2 separate regions of the Mus musculus genome follow, and region 2 is linked to region 1. The links are chromatin contacts, called in public HiChIP or PLAC-seq maps. All regions are on one chromosome and are shown on one strand. The core of a region is the stretch at or near the end of the contact, and the rest is flanking DNA. Distances in the headings are between cores, read along the strand shown.

Region 1 (3,774 bases), core at 670-3,169:
AGGAGGGGGATCTCAGAGGCTCAGCTCCCATTCTCCCCTGACTTAGTTTTGTTTAAGGAGAAAGCAGCCAGTCGATTGATTTCCCCACGGCCTGAGGTGTGGTCTGGAGTTGCAGAGCTTGCTCCCCAGCTCCTGTTGGCTGTCCTAGAGCTCTCCAGCCACAGCCCCTCAGTCTTCCAGGGTTCCTGAGAGAAGGAGTGACTTAAATCATACCCAAACACGAAACTCCTGCTGGATTTGCCCCGAGTCAGGGTTCCCTGCAGTCCCAGGGCAGTTTCTTTGCCCCTGCCTGCTTTTGTGAAAACTATGGGCCCACCCAGAGGAAGCACTCACGGGGGGGGGGGGGGCAGTCTGGTGGGGATACACTTGGGATGTGAGAGGCAGGGCTTCTGTATAAACATGCAGCAAGAGCTTTCTGTAACGTACAGACTGAGGGCTGGCTAGCGAGCATATTTGGCTCCCCTGTATCCTTGGCTGGGTTAACTTACTGTCCCTGTGGCTTCAGCTTAAATATCATGTCCTTTGCTGGCTTTCCTTCCCTATTGGTCTGTCATAGTACCCAGTCCCCTTTCTTTAGGACTTATAGCTGTGTAACTAACTGTATCTTCCTTCAGTAGATGCCTTCTCGAGTAGATGCCTTGTCAAGTAGACTGTAAGCTCCCTGAGGGGAGGGCTCTCTATTCTGTATTACCTGTCACGTTCTAGTCACTAACACCTTCGCTTCCCAGCTATTTCATTAAAAACAAAAGTTTTATTTTATCTGTATGTTTGCCTGCATGTATGTATGTGATTCTTACACACGATAGGAGCTCGCAGAGTCAGAACAGGGCTTGGGAACCCCTGGAGCTGGCGTTACAGGTGAGTGTGAGTGTGGAGAGTGTGGTTGCTAGGAACAAAGCATGTTCTGCAAGAGCAGCCAGCTTAGAACTGCAGAGCCAGCTCTCTACTCTGCTTCCCGTGTAAGAACAGGCTAGCTTTAACTTGTGATGCATCTGGGTGACCTTGAACTTCTGCTCTTTCTGCCTTTACCACTTGAGTGCTGAGATCACAGGTGTGTCCACTTCTTGCAGTTTTATGAGATGCTGAGGATAGAACATGCTCCATGCGTGTAGGCTTCATGCGTGTTAGGCAAGCACACTCCCAGATGAGGTACACCCTCAGCCTTAGGCACTTGATGTTTAATGAGGTGAGTGTGTGTATGTGTGTCTGTAGGGGTGTGTGTGTGTGTAGGGGTGGGTGTGGGTGTAGGGGTGGGTGTGGGTGTAGGTAGGAGTATGCGTGCCATGGCACACATGTGGAAGATCTCCTTGTTTACCTTGCACTTTTACATATGTTCCCGGTTAGCAGGCTATCGAAGCAAGTGCCTTATCTGCTGATCGATGTTTGGTGAGTGAATACATGAACTGACTTGGAGTTGGTGTGAGAGGGGTCCGAGGAGGTTTCTTAGGCAAAGTGGAGAGCCAGGCCTGGTGAAAAGTTGGGTGGCTGTGCTGGTTCCATCCTGCTGGTCAGGAAGTTCCTCCATACCCAGCTCCCTTTAGCTGCGATTTTTTTTTTTTCTGGCTTGGTTCTTGGTGGAGCCAGGACTACCTGGTCTCCACCCTGTAGAGAGTAACCCTGGCCTTCTTTCTAACTCTGTGATTCAGACAGTCATTTTCCACACCCTGCTGTCCCTACCCTCCGCCCGCTCTTCTTCCCCTGACTCAGCCTGGCACTCTGTGCTCAGTTCTTGGTTTTCTTTGTCGGCCTCTGAACACTTTAGAGCCTTCAGTAGGCCGCTGTCTGTCTGGGGTGGGGTAGGGTGGGGTAGGGGGTGCTCTTTTCATCTGGCCTCACCTTTCTGTCTCCAGTGGTGCCTGGGCCTTCTATGTTAGTAGGCAAGTGCTTTCCCACTGAACTACATCCCCAGCCCCTTTACTTCCTGTTTGAGACAGGGCCACAAGTTGCCCACACAGGCCATGAGTGTGTGTGCTCCGCCTGCCTCGATCTCCTGAGTAGCTGGGATGACAGGCGTGTGCCACCAGACGCAGCTGCTCATTTCTATAGTTTTTTTTTCTTACCCTTTCTTATGGCATCCTGTTGGACTTCTTGTATAACTAGAAGCAATATAGAGCTAAGATGGGCCACAGGTCTCTTCCTTGGCTCTGTGGACACCTGATTCAACAGTAGGAGGCTGGCAATGAGGAGTAATGATTTGTTTGTGCTGCGGCTGGAAATCGGCAGGGAGAAAGAAGCCTTGTTATTACCCAACCCCTGATTACTGCTGTAGTCCTCCTCCGTTACCCAACCCCTGATTACTGCTGTAGTCCTCCTCCGTTACTGCTGTAGTCCTCCTCTGTCAGCTTGGTAGCTGCCAGAGTGAATGGGCCGGTGTCTCCTGCCTGCTTCCTTCCTGCTTCTAGGCCTTCCCTTCCCCACTGGAACACAACCTTCTCCCTACCTCCCTCCCTCCCTCCCTCCCTCTCTTTCCCCTCCCCCCCTCTGTCTCCCTCTCTCCCTCTCTCTTCCTCCCCTTCTTTCTCTCCCCCCTTCCTCCCCCCTCTTTCTCTCCCTCTCTCTCCCCCCCTCCTTTCTCTTTCTCTTTCTCTCTCTCTCCTGCCTCTTAGTTCCACTCATTCTCTTTTTCTCCTAAGCTGCTCCTTTTCACTCTTGAATGCTAGAAACATCGACTGTCTTAGAAAACCACCTCTTGCCACAGATTCTCTGTTCTGTGGGGGTCGATTCTTACAGTGACTCATGCAAATTTGTAGCATGTTATGGACTTGAAGATGTTTTTCCATCTGTGAATTCTTGTGAGAAGAGATGGGGTGGCAGTGTGAGGTTAAAGGATGTGCCCAGCTATCATTGCATCCTGTGCTTCTGACTTCCTTTCTGCACCAGCTACAAAGGCTTGCCTTTCAGCATCTTCTTAACACTTCAGTACCTTCCAGGAAGCTGTTGTCTGAAGAGGGGAAGGGTTTTTACCTTCTGTCCTTCCCACTGAGCTACATTGCCAGCCCCTTCTTATTTGAGACAGGGTCACAAGTTGCTCACAAAGGCCGTGAGCATGTGTTCTTCCTGCCTCAGTTTCCTGAGTAGCTGGGATAGCAGGCATGTGCCACGTCACAGGGCTGCTCATTTCTTTAAATCTGTTCTCCAGAAAGTCTGAGCGTCATCTCTTCCTGCCCTCCTGAGTGCATGGTCTTACTCTCTTGTTACTACTTGGGTTTTGCCAACTATAAGAACGGTCTCCTCCTCTTAAAAAAAAAAATCTGCTTTCAGGTAATACTTATCTATGACCTCCCTCCCTGCCCCCCATTACTTTTAGAGACCCTTGTTTTTCTCCCTCCTTCTCTGGAGGCAGGGTCTTGAATAGACTAGGCTGGCTTACACGGTTTCTGAGATGGTCTGGAGAGTCTGATCCTCCTACTTGCTGAGTGCTGGGGTTACAGGCAGATGACACCATCTGCCTGGTGTTCTGGGGTGCTGGGAATCGAGCCCAGGGCTTACTATATGCCAGGGGAGCGCCCTACGAACTGAGGAACAGCCCCGGCCTTAGGAGCTACTTTTAGTAGCTGTCCTTATGTGCCTGTCATTTTCCTTTCTGTGGTCATTTTGGAAGGACGGTGATAACCCCAAGCTAGTGTTAGAAACCACTGCTCTAAGGAATAGTTTTTTGTTTTTTGTTTTTTTTTTAAAGATGTATTTATTATTATACATAAATTCACTGTAGCCGACTTCAGACACACCAGAAGATGGTGTCAAATCTCATTATGGGTGGTTGTGAGCCACCAT
Region 2 (3,774 bases), core at 855-3,354, 290 kb after region 1:
ACAAAACCATCCAGGATCTGAAAATGGGAGTAGAAGCATTTTCAGTTTTATGTGACTCAGTTACCAGGGTTTTTCTTTGGGGCATTGAGGTTTATGTTCTGCCTGCTATTTTCTAGTGTTTACTTTTAAATATTTGATTACAGTGAGGTTTTTATTTTGATGTAAGGAATCAGATAAATGGCTGGCTATTGTTTTTGCATTCTGCAGTGATTAGTCCAGTATTAGTGTTGTTATTCAGCTGACAATTCTATAGTTGTACTCCATAGTTTTATTTATTATTTTTTTCTGTAATGTTTTAGTATTTAAAGAGCCAGATGTCCTTCATCAATCATTTGAAAATTTTCTTGGCTATTTTTGAGTATTTACTCATTCAGATAAAATTCAGTACGAACACATATGTTTTTTTCCACTTTATCTTTCTTGTGCAATACAACACTTAAAAATACCATGTACTAGGTAGGGGTCCAGGTTTGACTCCCAGTTAATGTGTATAAGAAGGTAAAGTGTTTTCATTGAATTATAAACTAAGAAAGACAAACCAGGGTTTTTTTCTTTGTTCAAGTTTGGATCTTTTTTTTTAAAAATCTTAGTGAATCTGTGTATGTACACTTCTAAGTGTAGGCACCTGTGAAGGCCAGAAGAGGGCATTGGCTCCAGGGAGCTGGAGTTATAGGAGGTTGTGAGCCACCAGAACTGGGTACTAAGAATTGAGCTCCTATCTGCAAGAGCAGTGTGCTCTCTCATTGAGCCAGCTTTCTAGCTCTTTACCTTTACTGTATCAAGTTAAATATATTACTTATATTAGGTAATCCTTTTAGCCTGGCAGTGGTATCGCATGCCTTTAATCCCAGCACTTGGGAGGCAGAGGCAGGTGGATTTCTGAGTTCGAGGCTAGCCTGGTCTACAGAGTGAGTTCTAGGACAGCCAGGGCTACACAGAGAAACCCTTTCTTGAAAAACAACAACAACAACAAAAAAAGTAATCCTTTTAATCTTTTTAAAGGTAGTTTCATTTCTGCTTCTAAGTTGAGTAAATGAAAGTTGAGTAGAAGCTGGGCTTGGTAGTGTTGGTCTTTAATCCCAGCATTTGGGAGGCAGGGGCAGTTGGATCTTTGAGTTCAAGGACAGCCTGGTCTACAGAGCTAGTTCCAGGACAGCCAAGGCTATGTATACAAGGAACTCCATCTTGAAAAACAAAATCAAAACAAACAAACAAAATTCCCTCCCAAGTACTGGGATTAAAGGTGTATGCTACCATATCCAACCTTATTGTTTCTTTGTGAGCTGTTTTTTAAGATTTATTTATTGTTATATGTAAGTACACTGTAGCTGTCTTCAGAAGAGATGGTCAGATCTCATTATGGGTGGTTGCTGGGATTTGAACTCAGGACCTTCGGAAGATCAGTCAGTGCTCTTAACCACTGAGCCATCTCTCCAGCATCTGTGAGCTGTTTATTAAGTTAGAATATATATCAAGTTATTTTTCTTTCTTAACAATATTTAATAATTTTAGATAAAATTCTTATTGCCCATAGAAAACAAAATGTAGAAATGAACTTTTATATATATATGTAACTATATGCAGGCATGTGTATGTCTATTAGTTGTTTTGTTTGTTTTGCAGTTCTGGCATTAAAACCAAGGGTCTCACACATGCTGGGCAAGCCTGCTATCGCTCTACAATCCCAGCTGTTACTGTACTTTTACTTTTTCAGCTGTGGTGGTTTGTTATGGAACTGCTGATTCTCCTGCCTCAGCCCAAGCCTTCTTTTGTTGCCAGTTATGACTACTTTCATCTGAGATTAATTGGAAAAACAATTTCTAGTGGTTTAAAATGTAAAGGGTTCGGTTTTTGTGTGTACACCTCAAGAAATGCTATTTGTCTTCTCAGACATGTCAGTGACCCACACTCCTATTTTCTACTTTCTTCTGGGGACCTGGTTACTGCTATGTTTGTTTGTTTTTTTCCTCTCTCCTGTAGGAAAAAGAAAACAGCTTTGATTTGGGGGTATATTTGTTCTTTTTGATCTTTTGCTGTTTACTTCATTACATTTGCCAACGTCAGGCATGTGAATCATCCTGTTTGGTAATTCTGTTTTTTAAAAGAAATTTCCTTAATGGCTTCACTTCCCTTTGTAATTTGTGGTGCTATCTCACATATGTTTGAACTGTTCAACAAAATGAATTATACTAATGGATTTTCTAATGCTATATAGCTCTAGCATATATGAGATAAACTCTAGATAATTTTGTTGGTTTGATATTCTAGTATGTAGCTACATTTGATTTGCAAATCTTTGCAGTTATGCTCTTGAGATTGGCATAGTTTTTTATTTTGATATTTTATTAGACTTTGTTACCATGGCTATACTAATTTGGAAACACAAATTGGAATTTATTCTATTCTTGACAGTTTAGTATAGGAAATACTTATTTCTTTTTGATTGGTAGAATTTGTTGTGTTCACATTCAGGTTTCATCTTGAATTAAGGTAGGTAGTGTATTTTGTGGATTTTCTGTTGTTAGGCACTGCAGATCCTTATCTATGGGTGACACATTCCAAGACCCCAGATGGATCTGAAACCATGGGTAATACTGAGCCCCACATATTTTATGCTTTTTCCATATGCATATGTACCTATGATAAAATACAAATTAGGCACAGTATGAGGTCAATAATATTATAAAACACTATAATTATGTTTTGTAATAATTGGATAAATGTAATAGTTGGGGCGAATGTAGTCTCTAGCTCTCAGAATATCTCTTTGTACTTTAATCTTTTGTCTAAAAGAAGCATTCTACTGCTTCCCTTTCACTTCCATAAATTGTTAGCATTACTACTTTATGCTTTAACACAATTATTAAGTAAATTAAAGGTTCCATGAGCAGAAGCATGTGACAGTAGCTAGCAAGTTACCAGTGAGTAGCATATATTGTGTGAATAGGGGGGACAAAGATGATTCATATCCTGTATAGGCTGGGGTGGGAGGATGTGAATTCTTTATGCTGCTCAAAATGTACACTTTAAAACTTATGAATTATTTCTGGTATTTTAACTGTTATACTTTGACCACTGGTATTGGAAACTATGGTAAGTGAGACTATAGACAGAGAGGGGGAATACCTTAGTCATAATTCACTGATGTTTTAGAGTTTCAACTGTTCTGCAGTCATTAATACTTCTGGAATGAAATCTTTACACATATTTCCATGATATCTTCTCAAAGACAAATTTCTAGTAAGGAAATTGCCTATGTAAACGTTATATAAAAATTTAAGGCTTTTGTTACTGATTACCATCATAGCCATTTGCCTTGAAGTGTACCTGGAATTGTAGGTCAGATTAACACTAGTTCTCATTTTCAAAGATGGAGTAAAAGGGCCAGCTTGTCAGAGGTAGAACTGACTCTTAGAACCGTGTTCTATTCCAGAGCTTGTTTCTTCAACTGTTTTACCACACAGATTGTGAAGTACTAGTCAGTACTGGGCTGTTTGTTTGTTTAGTTTAGAGTCTCATGGCCTGAAACTATGTAGACAAGGCTAGTTCTGAACTCAGAGATCTATCTGCCTGCTTCCGCCTCCAGAGTGCTGGGATAAAGGCATATGCCACCATTCCAGAAAATGTGATTCTGAACTGTTAATTCCTGTTATAATTCACCATTTTTTGGGTAACTTTGAGTGTTTTCTTACCTAGAAAATATTAGCATCTGTATTCTTTCTTTGAAATTTCTGTAGTTTTCATGTTTCTATCCTTAGATATAATCTTTACCTA

The links. HiChIP or PLAC-seq counts read pairs in DNA pulled down with a chosen protein or histone mark.
Region 2: a contact with region 1 is called in a CTCF HiChIP or PLAC-seq map of the NIH/3T3 cell line, with 5 read pairs. The contact joins two enhancer-like sites. A contact is called at or near these places in 1 of 15 datasets of contacts at CTCF or cohesin (the NIH/3T3 cell line) and 1 of 115 datasets of contacts at active chromatin or transcription factors (bone marrow-derived macrophages).

What each region holds. Positions count from the first base shown.
Region 1 is chr11:70,578,207-70,581,980 of GRCm38.p6, forward strand. All of the region lies in intron 1 of Mink1 (misshapen-like kinase 1 (zebrafish)), which reads left to right. Among named protein-coding and RNA genes, the nearest start is that of Mink1, 17 kb to the left of the region's middle. Within about 2 kb of position 1,920, at least 132 of the 459 cell types and tissues checked have an H3K27ac peak or open chromatin away from gene starts, as enhancers often do. A contact at or near this core is called in the NIH/3T3 cell line and bone marrow-derived macrophages, where this site is marked.
Region 2 is chr11:70,863,722-70,867,495 of GRCm38.p6, forward strand. The region is part of intron 1 of Rabep1 (rabaptin, RAB GTPase binding effector protein 1); the gene reads left to right. Among named protein-coding and RNA genes, the nearest start is that of Rabep1, 21 kb to the left of the region's middle. Within about 2 kb of position 2,105, at least 12 of the 459 cell types and tissues checked have an H3K27ac peak or open chromatin away from gene starts, as enhancers often do. A contact at or near this core is called in the NIH/3T3 cell line and bone marrow-derived macrophages, where this site is marked.